Regions from separate parts of the Drosophila melanogaster genome. Here region 1 is linked to region 2. A link is a contact called in public Hi-C data. All regions are on one chromosome and are shown on one strand. Each heading gives the region's core, a stretch centred on a gene start, on an enhancer-like site or on the middle of the called end of the contact. The rest is flanking DNA. Distances are from core to core; before and after follow the strand shown. Region 1 holds the start of CG11857. Region 2 holds the start of Osbp (Oxysterol binding protein).

Region 1 (5,962 bases), core at 473-2,972, 320 kb after region 2:
CATCAGGCGAAGGACAAGGAAACGTTTTGGGATCTATATTCCGTAGCGGCTCGTCAAACGAAAATTCGTCTGACGGTTCTGTCAAGTTCTTTTTCGGGGGTGGAAATAAAGCGGCTGAGCAACAGAAGAAAGATTCCTCAGAGTCTGTCTTCGGAGGCAATAAAGCGGATTCCCAATCGCCAGCGACCCAAGAAGCACCGAAGTTGGCCTTCGGTGGAATTGCCGCACCTGTGTTCGGAGACGCCAATCCTTTTGGAGGCCACAAAGTTAATTTGCAAAAATCAGATGGCAAGGAAGAACCAAAATCTATCATTGGCGGAACCCCATTGTTATTTGGAGGGTCCAACGCCTTTGGAATACCCAAAATTGAAACCCAGTCACCTGCTAAAGACTTTGTGTTTGGCAGTGCACCCGCTTTTGGACAAATGGCAACCTTCTCATTTACAGCTGCAAAAAATGAAAAGGAAAAGGACATAACCTCGAATAACACCACTGATCTTAAAGCCGAAGGCAAGGAAAAGAAGGAGTTGGTGCCGGAGACGACCAGCACATTTGCCGATTTGGCCAAGACAGGCAGCACGTTTGCAGATTTGGCAAGCAATCCGGGCGGCACTTTTGCGGACTTAGCGAACAAGACGGGCAACGACTTTGCCAACCTGTCGGCCAATAGCCAGGGCACTACCGTGGGATTCAACAAGTCCGCCGGGGGCGGCTTTTATAACCTCACGCATCAGAACGCTTTCAAGAACTTCGAGTCGCCGCAAGCCACAGAAGAGTGCGATGATGACGGCGACGCGACCACTGATGACAACTACGATCCGCACTATGATGCCATTGTAGAGCTGCCGGATGAGATAGTTGTCACCACGGGAGAGGAGAACGAGACTAAGCTGTTTGGCGAGCGGGCGAAGCTTTATCGCTATGACGCCGAATCGAAACAATGGAAGGAGCGAGGTAAGCTGTAGTAATAGTCCCTTTCTTATTCACACTAAAAGTTTTTATAAAACCAAAAAAAAAAAAAAAAGGTGTCGGTGAGATAAAGGTGCTGGAGCACCCGGAGCTGCAGACATTCCGACTGATCATGCGGCAGGAGCAGATCCACAAGCTGGTGCTTAACATGAATATCTCCGCCTCCCTGCAAATGGATTACATGAACGCGCAGATGAAGAGCTTCCTGTGGGCCGGCTACAACTACGCGGTGGACGCAGAGGGTAAAGTTGACACCGAGGGCGTCCTGGAACGCCTTGCCTGTCGATTCGCCAAGGAAGAGATCGCCAGTGAGTTCCTCAACACGGTCAATTCGTGCATAAAACGAGCCAAGGCCTTGCAAGGTGATGAGGAGAACAAGAATGACGACGCGCCGGAGGAGCAGGCGAGCTCATAAGCAAACCGGATCTAAATATATGTAGCATGTCTAGGATTGTGTTAGAATATTCATCCAAAACAGTAGCGACAATGGCTATTTCACATTTTGCTAATAAAATTTCGATAAACATTAATATTACATTTGAAATAAATTTGACTATTGAATAAAGCAATCGATATATTAGAGAGGAGACAAATTCGGACGTACAACCATATAGCACAAGGAAACTGGCTATGTTTTTATATATTAAATGTACCTCTACCTATTTTTAAAATATCGACAGCACTTAGATAAAAAATTAAAACAAACAATTACCTTTCGCGATAATCGCTCAACTCCCGATTGTTCCATCCCCAGCCGATAGTTTGACAGCCCTGCCACTGAGAGAGCATAATGACGTGGTGAACTCTGTGTGAAAAAAGAACAATAAATTGCCGACAAATCTCTAGTGTAATTAAATTAGTTACCGCATAGAAACGCACTAAACTGTGGCCAGAACTTTACGAATCCCGAATACTGTCTATATAGCAATCTCAGGAAACTGACAGTTGAAACAGCCCTACAACAAGGAGGAAGAAGAAGAAGGCGACGACGGGCGGTGCAGAATATGAATTAGAGAATAATTAGCGATTGAAGCGCGTCTAGTTTGCCAGTTGGCCCATTTCGTGTTTTGTTAGCCCCTTTCCGGCAGCCCCTGCCCCCGTCCCGGAAAATTTTGCAATTCCCGAATCGATACACGTGTGCAGCGAGAACAACGACAGCGTCAAAGTCAACAATAAAAGTCGAGGGCCGGAGATTAATGAGAGACTACCGACGACGACCATGATGAACGAGGACAGCAGTGCTGCCGGCGGCGGCGGGGTTAAGAAGTTCTTTCAGCGCCTCTCACAGGTAAGTAATTGTGGATAGCCCGTACGTGCCGGGAACTAACCCGCATCCTTTGCTTCCGCAGACCTACCAATCCGCCTTGGACCGTAGCACACCGCACACACGAATGCGCTGGGTGTTCGCCGGCTTTCTGCTCCTGCTCTTTGTGCTGCGCATCTTCATCTATCAGGGCTGGTACATCGTGTGCTATGCGCTTGGCATTTACCACTTGAACCTGTTTATCGCTTTTTTAACGCCCAAGATCGACCCGGAGTTCGATCCGTATTCGCAGGATGACGAGGACGAGGGACCCAATCTGCCAACTCGCAGCAACGAAGAGTTCCGGCCATTCATTCGCCGCCTGCCGGAGTTCAAGTTCTGGCTGTCGGTGGCGAAGAGCACGCTCATCGGTCTGATTTGTACGTTCTTCGATTTCTTCAACGTGCCGGTATTCTGGCCCATCCTGGTCATGTACTTTATCACGCTCTTCTGCATCACGATGAAGCGCCAGATCAAGCATATGATCAAGTACAAGTACTTGCCGTTTACCCGCAATAAACCGCGCTACCAGCGGGTGAATGATCTGGCGGGTTCCGGACCCGGTTCCGTGGCGGGCAACTCAAAGTGACAATTAGCCGCACAGACGTCGGACACGCGGGCGACGGCAGCGGGATCGGGTGATCCTTCAAATGCCTCTTCTGCAGCTGCAGCGCCACCATCACCAACCAGCGACAGCGCAGCGACCAAGGATGTGGGGTCGCCAACAGCATCGTCCATCAAACCACCGCAGATCATTGCCATTGAGGACTACTAGAGAAAGCTACCGAAAGCAGCCCGGAATGGGAACCAGCAGCATAACATCAACCAGAAACAAGCTTATAATATGATTTTCCTTTTCGGTTTGTGTAGCATTTTTCGTTTCACTGTTGAGTTGTCGTACGGCGTCTTGTGCAAAATACCTTGTTTATTGTTTAATCTAACTGCTTGTTTAAATTTATATTTATTTACAATGCTTTCTATCTATTGTAAATCCCAAACGATACCGAAATACTGCAGATCAGCTCTAATTTAGTTTTTCATCCTAATCCTAACAATAATTTAATAACTCTTCTATCCAAAAAGTAGACTTACTGTATTTGAATCCAATTATTTTTGATTATCGTGCTAAGATGCTATAATAATATGTCTAAATATATATACAAACATATATATATATATATTTTGCATTATGATTATACAATTTTTGTTAGCGTTAACTATACAGAATGTTAAAAAAAGGCGAATTGAAAACTGAAACTATAGGAAGTGTACACTGGGTGCGTCTTATGAATAAAGAAAGACAAAAGAAAACCAAATAATTTATCGTTGAATTTTGAACCATTTGGAAAAGGTTGATGGCTTTTGTGGCGTGGTTTTTGTATTTATCTAATCGCTTCTGCATGTAGTTTGCTGTTCGATTTTAAGATACGAAACCAATTTTGATTAGGCCAATGCGTGAAATTGCTTTAGCGATTAGCACAATCACTAAGTGGTTATTTAAAAACGACTCATTTTCTGAACAGTAAATACATTTTATTTTTGTTAAAACGAAGCACACACCAACAAAACGAGCACACGTCATCTAGTCTAGAAAACACGATACAAATAGTTAAAACCCTAGCACGGCAATAATAAAAAAGTTCAAATGCACATACAAATATATATATAAAAATGAATGATAATACGGGAATTGTAATATATGAATAGGCTAACCATGCAAAACAATCGCACATTTTGATTAATTATAAAAAAGTGATTTAATTATGGGCACTTGGGAATACTTTAAGGGCAGCGGGACAAGAGAGATTTCACTTGGACTCCACTTGCGATGTGGCCTTGGCCTTATCCTCTCGAGCGCATTTGCGTATAACACTATTGAAGTACTTGTGCAGAGCGTAGCTAACTATTCGCAGTGGTCCCAAAACTATGGCGTGCAGAAGATTGGTGAAGAAGCCATCCCAAGGAAGCAATGCTCCACCCAAAGTGGTGATCAGCCAGCTTTCTGCTCCAACAGTTGAGGTGAATTTTCCCTTCTACAAATAAGAAAAAGTATTCTAGTTAGATTGCGTGAATATTAACTATGGGTAACAGACTCACCAGGGCATCCTTAAGTATAGCTTTCGCCATAACTTCCGGCTCTATGAGACCTCCTCCACCAGAGATTATTTTGGTTTCCCTGGGCTTTGACTTCTCCTCCTCCTCGAATCCGGGTGTATTCGTATCGCAGGGCATGGCCAGAGTGACGCTGACCCCGTGCTCCCGAGACTCCATTGCAATCGTTTCAGCCATCGCTCTCAGGGCGTACTTGGTGGCTGAGTAAGGACCGTATCCATAGATGCCAAACATAGCCGCCTGTGAGGCAGTGATTACAATAATGCCGTCGCCGGCTTTCTTCATTTTGGGCAGGACATAACGGGTGCAGTTATAGGTGCCGAAGAAGTTTACGTTCATCAGCTTGTGGACATCCTGGACTGAGACCTCCTCGAACACACCGCAAATGGCCATTCCGGCACAGTTTATTAAAGTGTATATGGGGCCGAAGCTATCTTCGATCTCGCCAAGCACTTTGGCCACCTGGTCATAATCGCCGCTTATGTCCAGACTTCTGTACTGGAACTTTTGATCTGGCCGCTGGCGAATCACTTCCATCAGAGCCACTGCTCCGCCTGCAAAAAAGATCGTATATCAAAGATAAGAGTATTTTGGGTGGGGTTTCCTAGCCAGAACATTACTCACTCAGCATTTTCTCGTCGCGCGCTATCACCGTCACATTGGCGCCTTTCATGGCGCACTCCACCGCCAGACAGAGTCCGATTCCCTTGGAGCCGCCGGTGACCACCACATGACGACCCACAATGCTCCTCGGTTTCTTGGCCATGACGAACACGTAGACCAGAACATGAACCAGCACCGCAATGCCCACGCAGAACACTATCTCCCAGCTCAGTTCCATGATGACAATTTCAAGAGGGTGCGATAATTCCCGGATTCTCTAATCTCTTACGCTGGCTTATCTGCACCCAAAGTTAAACGTCTGATTAGAAAGTGCATCTAAGTGTGACCGTTGACGCAAACCGGATTTCTATCGAAAGCTTTCGACGCACATCAGAGATGCAAATGTGGCTATAAGCGGCCAAGCAAATATTTTGTTCTTCAAAACTTTTTGTTTAATTTTATTCATAATAAATTAAATGTGCAATGGCTACCCATATGAATCAACAACATAAATATTTACTAGATCTTGAAATAAAGTGGTTTGATAAAAAAGGTTAGATCTTAGTGCGCAGCACTGACCGCATGTGTCTGCTCCAACCAAACTGTTTACTTGTTTCGAATTTGCAATTTAAAAACATTGAACGAAAATGCCACCGAAAAAGGATGCGAAGAGTGGAAAGGATGCAGGGAAAGGTGGCAAAAAGCCAGCCGCCGAAGACAAGTGTAAGTGCTTACGACTAAAGCAAAAATCCTATCCTTCAAATGAATTTTGCCATCTGCAGCTGCCGGTAAGGAGAAGAAGGGAGGCAATGCTGTAAAGGTTCGTCACATCTTGTGCGAGAAGCAGGGCAAGATCACCGAAGCGATGGAGAAGCTAAAGGCAGGCCAAAAATTCCCCGAGGTAGCGGCTGCTTACAGCGAGGACAAGGCGCGACAAGGCGGCGATCTCGGATGGCAGATCCGAGGAGCGATGGT
Region 2 (6,632 bases), core at 3,689-6,188:
TGAATACAAGCTGGAAGCCTACGACGTTGCCTACTGGCGGCGCAAGCAACTGGCGGCGGAGCACGGTCTCCAAGATCAGAAGCTCCGCGAGTTTTTCCCACTGCCCCGCGTTCTTTCCGGCTTGTTTGCGCTGAGTGAAAAGCTCTTCGGCATCAAAATAGTTGAGCAGCCCAATGCGGAGGTGTGGCATCCGGCAGTTAAGTTCTACGATGTGTTCGATGCTGATTCCGTCAATAGCTCCACCCCGGTGGGTGGCTTTTATGTGGACTGCTATTCCAAGGAGCACAAGTTCGGCAGAAACAATGGTTGGATGGTGGGCATACGGAACAGCAATAAGTCTGCCGGGCTGACGCCTCTCTGTGCGCTGATATTTAACTTTTCGGAGCCACAAAGTCCGGATGCCAAGCCCCCGCTTCTTGGATACGATGATCTGCAGATGCTCTTCAAGACTTTTGGAAGCGGACTCCAACACCTGCTCACCCAAGCGGGGTACAGCGATTTGGCGGGACTCTCAAACATCGAGTGGGATGCCTCTCAAGTGTCCGGTCATGTGATGAGCAACTTCCTCGACGATCCCACAGTGATTCGAAGCCTATCCGGACACTTTAGCAGCGGTGAGCCCTTGGAGGCTGAGCTTTCACAGAAGATGCGATTGCTGAAGACTCAGTTGGCTGGCTATAATCTGTGCCAGGACCTCTACCTGGCGGATCTCGACGTGGAGCTGCACCGCTCGAATGCCTTCTGGCTGGAGGTGGTTCGCAAGCTGTGGCCGGTTTATCAATGCATGCCGCTGGACAAGAAGGACGCACATCCGTGCTCCCTGACCGACATTTTTGCCGGAGATTGGGCGGCCGCCCAGTTCAGTCACTTGTATTCCCGCCTCATAGCCGCCGACATTTCGAGCAGCTTTGCTGAGCAGCGAAGCGAAGAGAACTACGCGGTCGTTGGCCGGCGCTACAAGCAGACCTTCCTCAGCTGCGGCGGATCTGTGCCCACGGCGGAAGTGTTCCGTCGCTTCCAGGGTCGCGACCCGTCGGCCGAGGCACTTCTAAAGTCGCTGGACATATTTGAACCCTCCCAGACCACAGATAACAACTGAGGGTCGCCCTCTGTTCCGCTAAAACGTTATCTATTGTGTGTAGTCAACAAATGCTGATCGATGGCAGCCTGTGGAGGCCCGACGAGTGGCAACCTTATAGGAAAGTAAGCATTGGAGTATTGGAAAATATTTTAAAATAGTTTTGAAATGTATTCTGTTAAATATTTGTTTATTGGTCAAGATCCCACTTGTACTTATTTAAAAGAAAGTATAGCCGTAATTGAATGACCCCAGCCAGGAAACTGAAAACCAAAAACGATTGATAAGGGCTTTATAAATTTTGGAAGTGTAACTATTAAAACAAGAATTCTATACTTTACGCCTCCACGATTTATTAGTCGGCAATTCGATCTACACCCTAATTGGCAGCCGGATGTGATAGCGATCGCGTGAGTCAGGCGGGATCTTATCGCAGGTGTGCAGGTGGTGTCGCCAGGCGACATCGTCAGTTACCCCAGTTGAACACACATACACACACACGTTGTTGCTTTATTTAAATAATACTTTAATAATAAATTGCATAAATTTATAACATTTAACATATTCTCTCGCTTCTTGCTCGGTTCTCTCGATTCGGTTCGATATATTTATATACACAACAAAGGCGAAGTATGCATTCAGCGGAAAGGAAAAAGACATCTAGGGGTTTGGATGGAAACCGAGGATTAAGAGCTATCATCTGTCTTGGCCTTCTGTTGGAAAGCCACTAGAAATGGTTAACCGGTAGTCAGGAAGAAATAATCAAAGTACATTTCGACGCAGGGGTATGGATTAAACTTGGTTAGTTTACAGGAATTAATTTATATATATATATATATATAAATATGCTCTAGATCAAAGTGTGGTACTACAATATGCGTATGTGCTGCTCCGAAATCAGTCGGAGCGTGTCCCGCTGTGGTGTGTTAGTTGTGTGTGGAGGCTGGATATCTGAAAACTTTAGAATATTCGCTAAGGCTGCTATGTGTGGTAGTGGCTGCAGTTGCTCCCTTGGCTGCTCCGTTGGCTACTGCTGTCTAGTATATGTCCGGACAGCCTTCGAAGTTCTGAGCCGCCTTGGCCTCCCAGTAAGTGTTCTTGAAAACGTGCACATATTCCTCGCTTCCCTCCTCCTTTTCGCGCTTGAACCACATGGGCTCATAGGCTGGATATGGCCTACCCTCTGCGGCGGCCTCCTCCGCCTCGTTTTCCCGCCGGCGGCGTTCTGTGCGCTGCTTCTCCTCCAGGCGCAATTTCTCCTTATTCGACTCGTCCCAGTCGCCCTGCTCCATCAGCCTTTGGTCGGGACGAAGGCGTGAGTCCGTCGGCGCCACGCCCTCCTCCTCTTCGTTGAGCTGGCAGGCTAGTGTAGTGAAGTTATAAAACTTGTCCGAATCCGGAGGAGCAGGACGACGGCGCCAGGCCAGCTTAAACTCGCCCGTGGTGTACGTTGGACTGCTGACCGATCCCGATGTCTTGAGCACCGGTGCAATCTCGATCTTCATGTCCCACGTACCACGCACCACCCACTTGACCTCGTTGTCTTTGTTCATTACCACGCCTTTGACGCTTCGCTGCACATCGCGACTAAAGTACGAGTAGGGGATAAAGTTCAGGATGCATTTGTGCCCCTCTGCCGCCTGCGATCCCCGGATTTCCATTTCGCCATGCTGGTCCACCCACAGTTTGCCCACAATGATGTTGTTCACCGTTGTGGTCACCTTGCGCCAGGAATAGCGCCTGCCGCTGTTCGGGAATTGCACATAGACGCCGCCCAAGGGATTGATCTGTCGCGAAATTAATGCATTATTAGATTATCACATTGTAATGGAAGTAACCCCGATCCCAGGAGTAACTTGCTTCTTTCATAAAGTCCTATACACCTATACTCACTTGAACGTACTTGCCGCGGAACTTGCTGGTCATGGAGAACTCCTGCCAGCACGTCCAGTTCTTACTTTCGCAGTGCAGCGCCGCCACCGGTGGATGATGGGACACTTGCTCGGCCAGGCACCGCCAACCATAGTCATCCATCCGGTCACACTCGTAGGTCTCGCCCAGCAGCGGATTGAAGGGCTTGCCTGTGCGGTTTGTGGTCGTGGCATAGGCGGACACGGTAAAGGCGGCTATGTAGGCCAGCTGCTCGCACTCGTCCTGGCAGGTGGCCGCGTAGTCGAGTATCTCCGTGTACTCATAGTCCTCCACCAGGCGCTGCAGCATGGACAGCGGTTCGTTAAAGTTGATGGGCATGGGAATTTTGGACAGATCCTTGCCAATGCAATTTTTCATGATGCCCCACAGGCTGATGGGGTGGTTCGGTTTATCTGGCACACGGTCGCGTCGCTTCTTAATCAGATCCGGATTCCAGTTGCGTCCGTAGATGGAGTCGGTGCTCTCCTTGGCCGGCAACGCCTTATCCACGTCGTCATCGTCGTCGCCCTGACCGCCCGATGCTACCCGTGGCGCACTCACCAGGCACACCTGCTGCACCGTTTGCACGGTGCGCTTCTGCTCGTCACTCTCCGAGGAACTGCCCTCCAAATGGCCCTCCACCTGGTCCTCGCTACTACTGCGGCGCTTGTGCATCTTTAAGATAAAGGTACCCCGCTCGCAATCCGAAGACTCAGGGGAGCGACCGCTGCCTGAATAGCCGTGCTCCTCGGCATCGAAAAACTCCATCTCCTCATCTGAGGTCACCAAGGAGCCGGCGGTGCCTGCCCCCGAGGTGGATGACACCGGCTTGTTCTGGCGCACCAGTACGGCGGCCTGCTCCATCTGCGACTGCTGCTTTGCCATCTGCTCGATGATCTCCTCCAGCCGCTGGCGTTGCTCGCGCTCGTGGTGTAGCATCTTGGACCACTTATGGCCTTGTGCCTCTGCCGTGTGCAGGTAGTCGTTGCCGGCGTTGATCATCGCATTGGAGGTTATCCGGAAGAGGGTCGCCCTCTCGTTGACGATCTTCGTGCGGCTGCCCAGCGACTCCTCCTCGTTCGTCTCCAGATCGTTGAGAGCGCGCTGCAAGGCTGCGCCATGCTTGGTGATCAGGTCGTAGCAGGTACGCATGCTCTCCAGCCGATCGGTGAGATCTCGGACCACCGAGCTGATCTCCTGGCTGGGCACCACATGTGCCGTTTCCGTCTCCTCCTCCTCCTCGCATTCGATGGCCCGGATTGCCTTAGCCTTTGCCAGCTCCAGGGCGGTGACCCACGACTGGCGCTCCACCTCGGTGCCGGCCTTGATGTGGAACGTTTGGGTGCCGCCGTTCGAGATTACGAACGTGCACGAATCGACCGTGTGGATGAGGGCTCCGTGAAGCGATATGGTGCCCCGGCACGTGTGGTTAATCTCCGACTGGTTGCGGTAGTAGCTCAGCACGCCCTTGGATAGCACGAACCATCGCCGCTGGTAGCCCTTGATGTAATTGGTCCACTTTAGCAGCCAGCCTTTCATCTCCGGTAGGCCCTTCTCGGCCAGCGCATTGCCAGCGGCGTCTGTCATGATGGCAACCGGTTCCGGTATCCGTATGCGTTCCTCCGGCCGGATGAAGCACTTGCTTCGAGACTGCGAATAGCGCCACGTACGATGACTGGCGATTGGTCGGATTGGTTCCGTTCCGCAACTCCGACTTGAAATTCGAATGCTATTGGTTATTGGACGGCGACGGCTGATTGCTGGCCAGTGGCTAGCATCGCACGGTGTGCACTTGGCCTCCGGATCACCACCGAGATTCCGATTACGTTACGGTCGCGAGTCCGCCGCGAGTTCACTGCGAATTTCGTGTCGTTTTGCTTCTAATTTTCCTGCAGAAAATAAAGAAACTGTAGTGGAAGTTCAGTGCGCGTCTGTGTGCGTGTGTGTTCTGTGTGTGTGTGCTGGCGCATCTGCAGGTGTGTGAGTGTCAGTGTTACCAGGTGGTTGGTTGCGTTTCCTCCTACACATATCGATGGGCGATAGGCAACGATAATCTGCGATCTGAAAAAATCTTTTTCAAACACTGTGCCGTTAGAAAGCTTAAACAATATTTAGAAATATGATTATTATTTTCAAATCGATAAGGATTTTGTTAAACAATATTTAGAAATATGATTATTATTTTCAAATCGATAAGGATTTTGTTAAAAAAAAAACTTTTTAGAACCCATATATTTTTTCCTTCCATACACACCTTGCTATATCTACATTTAACTTTAAAATCCCCAAACTACATCAAATTACATTTATATTAAATAGTAATTGTTAATTTCTTTGTAATTATACAATATGTGAAAATAATTCATATCTCCGGTCACTATTAAATTATGTGTGTACCCAAAGGTGACTCATGGCCAACAGTAAAACAGATTGCGCTCGAAATTGGATTACACATTTTTATTTATAAATATGTGGTCTGATAAATGGCAAAAAATACAAGTGTTCAAGGTGGGAACTTTTGGGCCGCGGCCTCGGCAGTCGGTGCTCCATGTGCCGGATCACTTCTTGTACTCCGCCCAAGAGTAGCGGAAGGAGCGGATCATGTGGATAAGGCTGCAAATACAAATCTGGTAAAAACGGAGGGCAGTGTTTGTTGGGCAACACATGGGAGTTGTGGTGTGAATGGCACATGGACGGCACAGGGACACTCACAAGACAAGACGATGACGTATATACAATAAATCGTTTATTCGTAGGCAGTTCTTGCATAATATAAAATAAATATGTATACAGTTACAAGTAATTTAAAAGTACAAATACAGTTTCATTTCCATAGGTTGTTTTGTTTGCCCTCTCTTGTCATCTTAATAGTTCCATTCACACATTGCAGACACAAGATCTTTAGAAGCTTTCATGGACGCCTTACACAACAAGACAACAAACACGAGGCATGATGGAGGGGATGGATGGGGTGGTGGTGTTCGATTGTTGGACAAAAAACACAAAATGGTCGAAAGCGGGCGAGTATATAAATAAGTAAAGCAGGCGATAGGATGAGGACGATCCTTAGTGGCTACAGGGTATGGATTGCAAGTTGCAAGTGGTATGTGAATGTTGCAGTTTGCAGTTAGCATGTTGTTAAGCAGAGCATGGCCTTTACATGGTGTTGTAGGCGGCGGTGTTAAAGCCTGTTTTCGGAGCACTTAGCCTGCTCAGCGGATGCGTCTTCCCGTGCTGCGCCAACCGCCGGATCTGCACCTGCTGCTGATGCTGCTCCGGTTGCAGTTGTTGCTGCTGCTGTTGCTGGTGCTGAACGTTGCTGCTGTGACTGACGCGGACGGGCGCGGGTGGCGGTCGACTGTCGCTATAGTCATGCGTGGATCTGTTGGACAGCGAGCGGTCGTAGTAGGAGAGCGGGCGTTGCTTGAAGCTAGTAGTGGTAGTGGTGCTGCAGGAGTGGCTGATGTTGCTGGCGGTTCCGGCGGGTGGCAGTGGGGCACAGGCGACTGTGGGGGTGGCGGCCGCCTGGCTACTGCAGGAAGTAGTGGTTTGATATTTATGCACTAGACCTTTTACATTACGATCACAATTTTCGCTTACGCTGGAATCGGACGAGTTGGAGGCGGAGGAGTTGGAGTTGGAG

What was found. Hi-C and Micro-C count contacts between places; a contact is called where the count stands out from the background.
Region 1: a Hi-C map of the Kc167 cell line shows a contact between it and region 2, with 6 times the contacts expected there. The contact joins the promoter of CG11857 here to the promoter of Osbp in region 2. A contact is called at or near these places in 43 of 107 Hi-C or Micro-C datasets (the Clone 8 cell line, the D17-c3 cell line, the Kc167 cell line and 14 more) and 1 of 6 datasets of contacts at active chromatin or transcription factors (the Kc167 cell line).

The regions. Positions count from the first base shown.
Region 1 is chr3R:25,257,176-25,263,137 of dm6, forward strand. It overlaps CG11857, which reads left to right and starts at 1,723. Exons shown (of 2, transcript NM_143105.3): 1 at 1,723-2,257; 2 at 2,319-3,584. The coding sequence starts at 2,189. The coding sequence ends at 2,861. Nup358 (Nucleoporin 358kD) reads left to right here. Exons shown (of 7, transcript NM_143104.3): 6 at 1-954; 7 at 1,026-1,497. The coding sequence ends at 1,384. It overlaps Kdsr (3-ketodihydrosphingosine reductase), which reads right to left and starts at 5,323. Exons shown (of 3, transcript NM_143106.4): 1 at 5,009-5,323; 2 at 4,370-4,938; 3 at 3,788-4,305. The coding sequence starts at 5,225. The coding sequence ends at 4,081. It overlaps CG11858, which reads left to right and starts at 5,566. Exons shown (of 2, transcript NM_143107.4): 1 at 5,566-5,710; 2 at 5,770-5,962. The coding sequence starts at 5,635. It also overlaps asRNA:CR46099.
Region 2 is chr3R:24,933,284-24,939,915 of dm6, forward strand. Osbp (Oxysterol binding protein) reads right to left here and starts at 4,939. Exons shown (of 2, transcript NM_057923.4): 1 at 2,972-4,939; 2 at 1,586-2,865. The coding sequence starts at 4,576. The coding sequence ends at 2,116. It overlaps ssh (slingshot), which reads right to left. Exons shown (of 7, transcript NM_079768.4): 7 at 5,427-6,632. The coding sequence ends at 6,146. It overlaps CG11771, which reads left to right. Exons shown (of 2, transcript NM_143057.3): 2 at 1-1,636. The coding sequence ends at 1,099.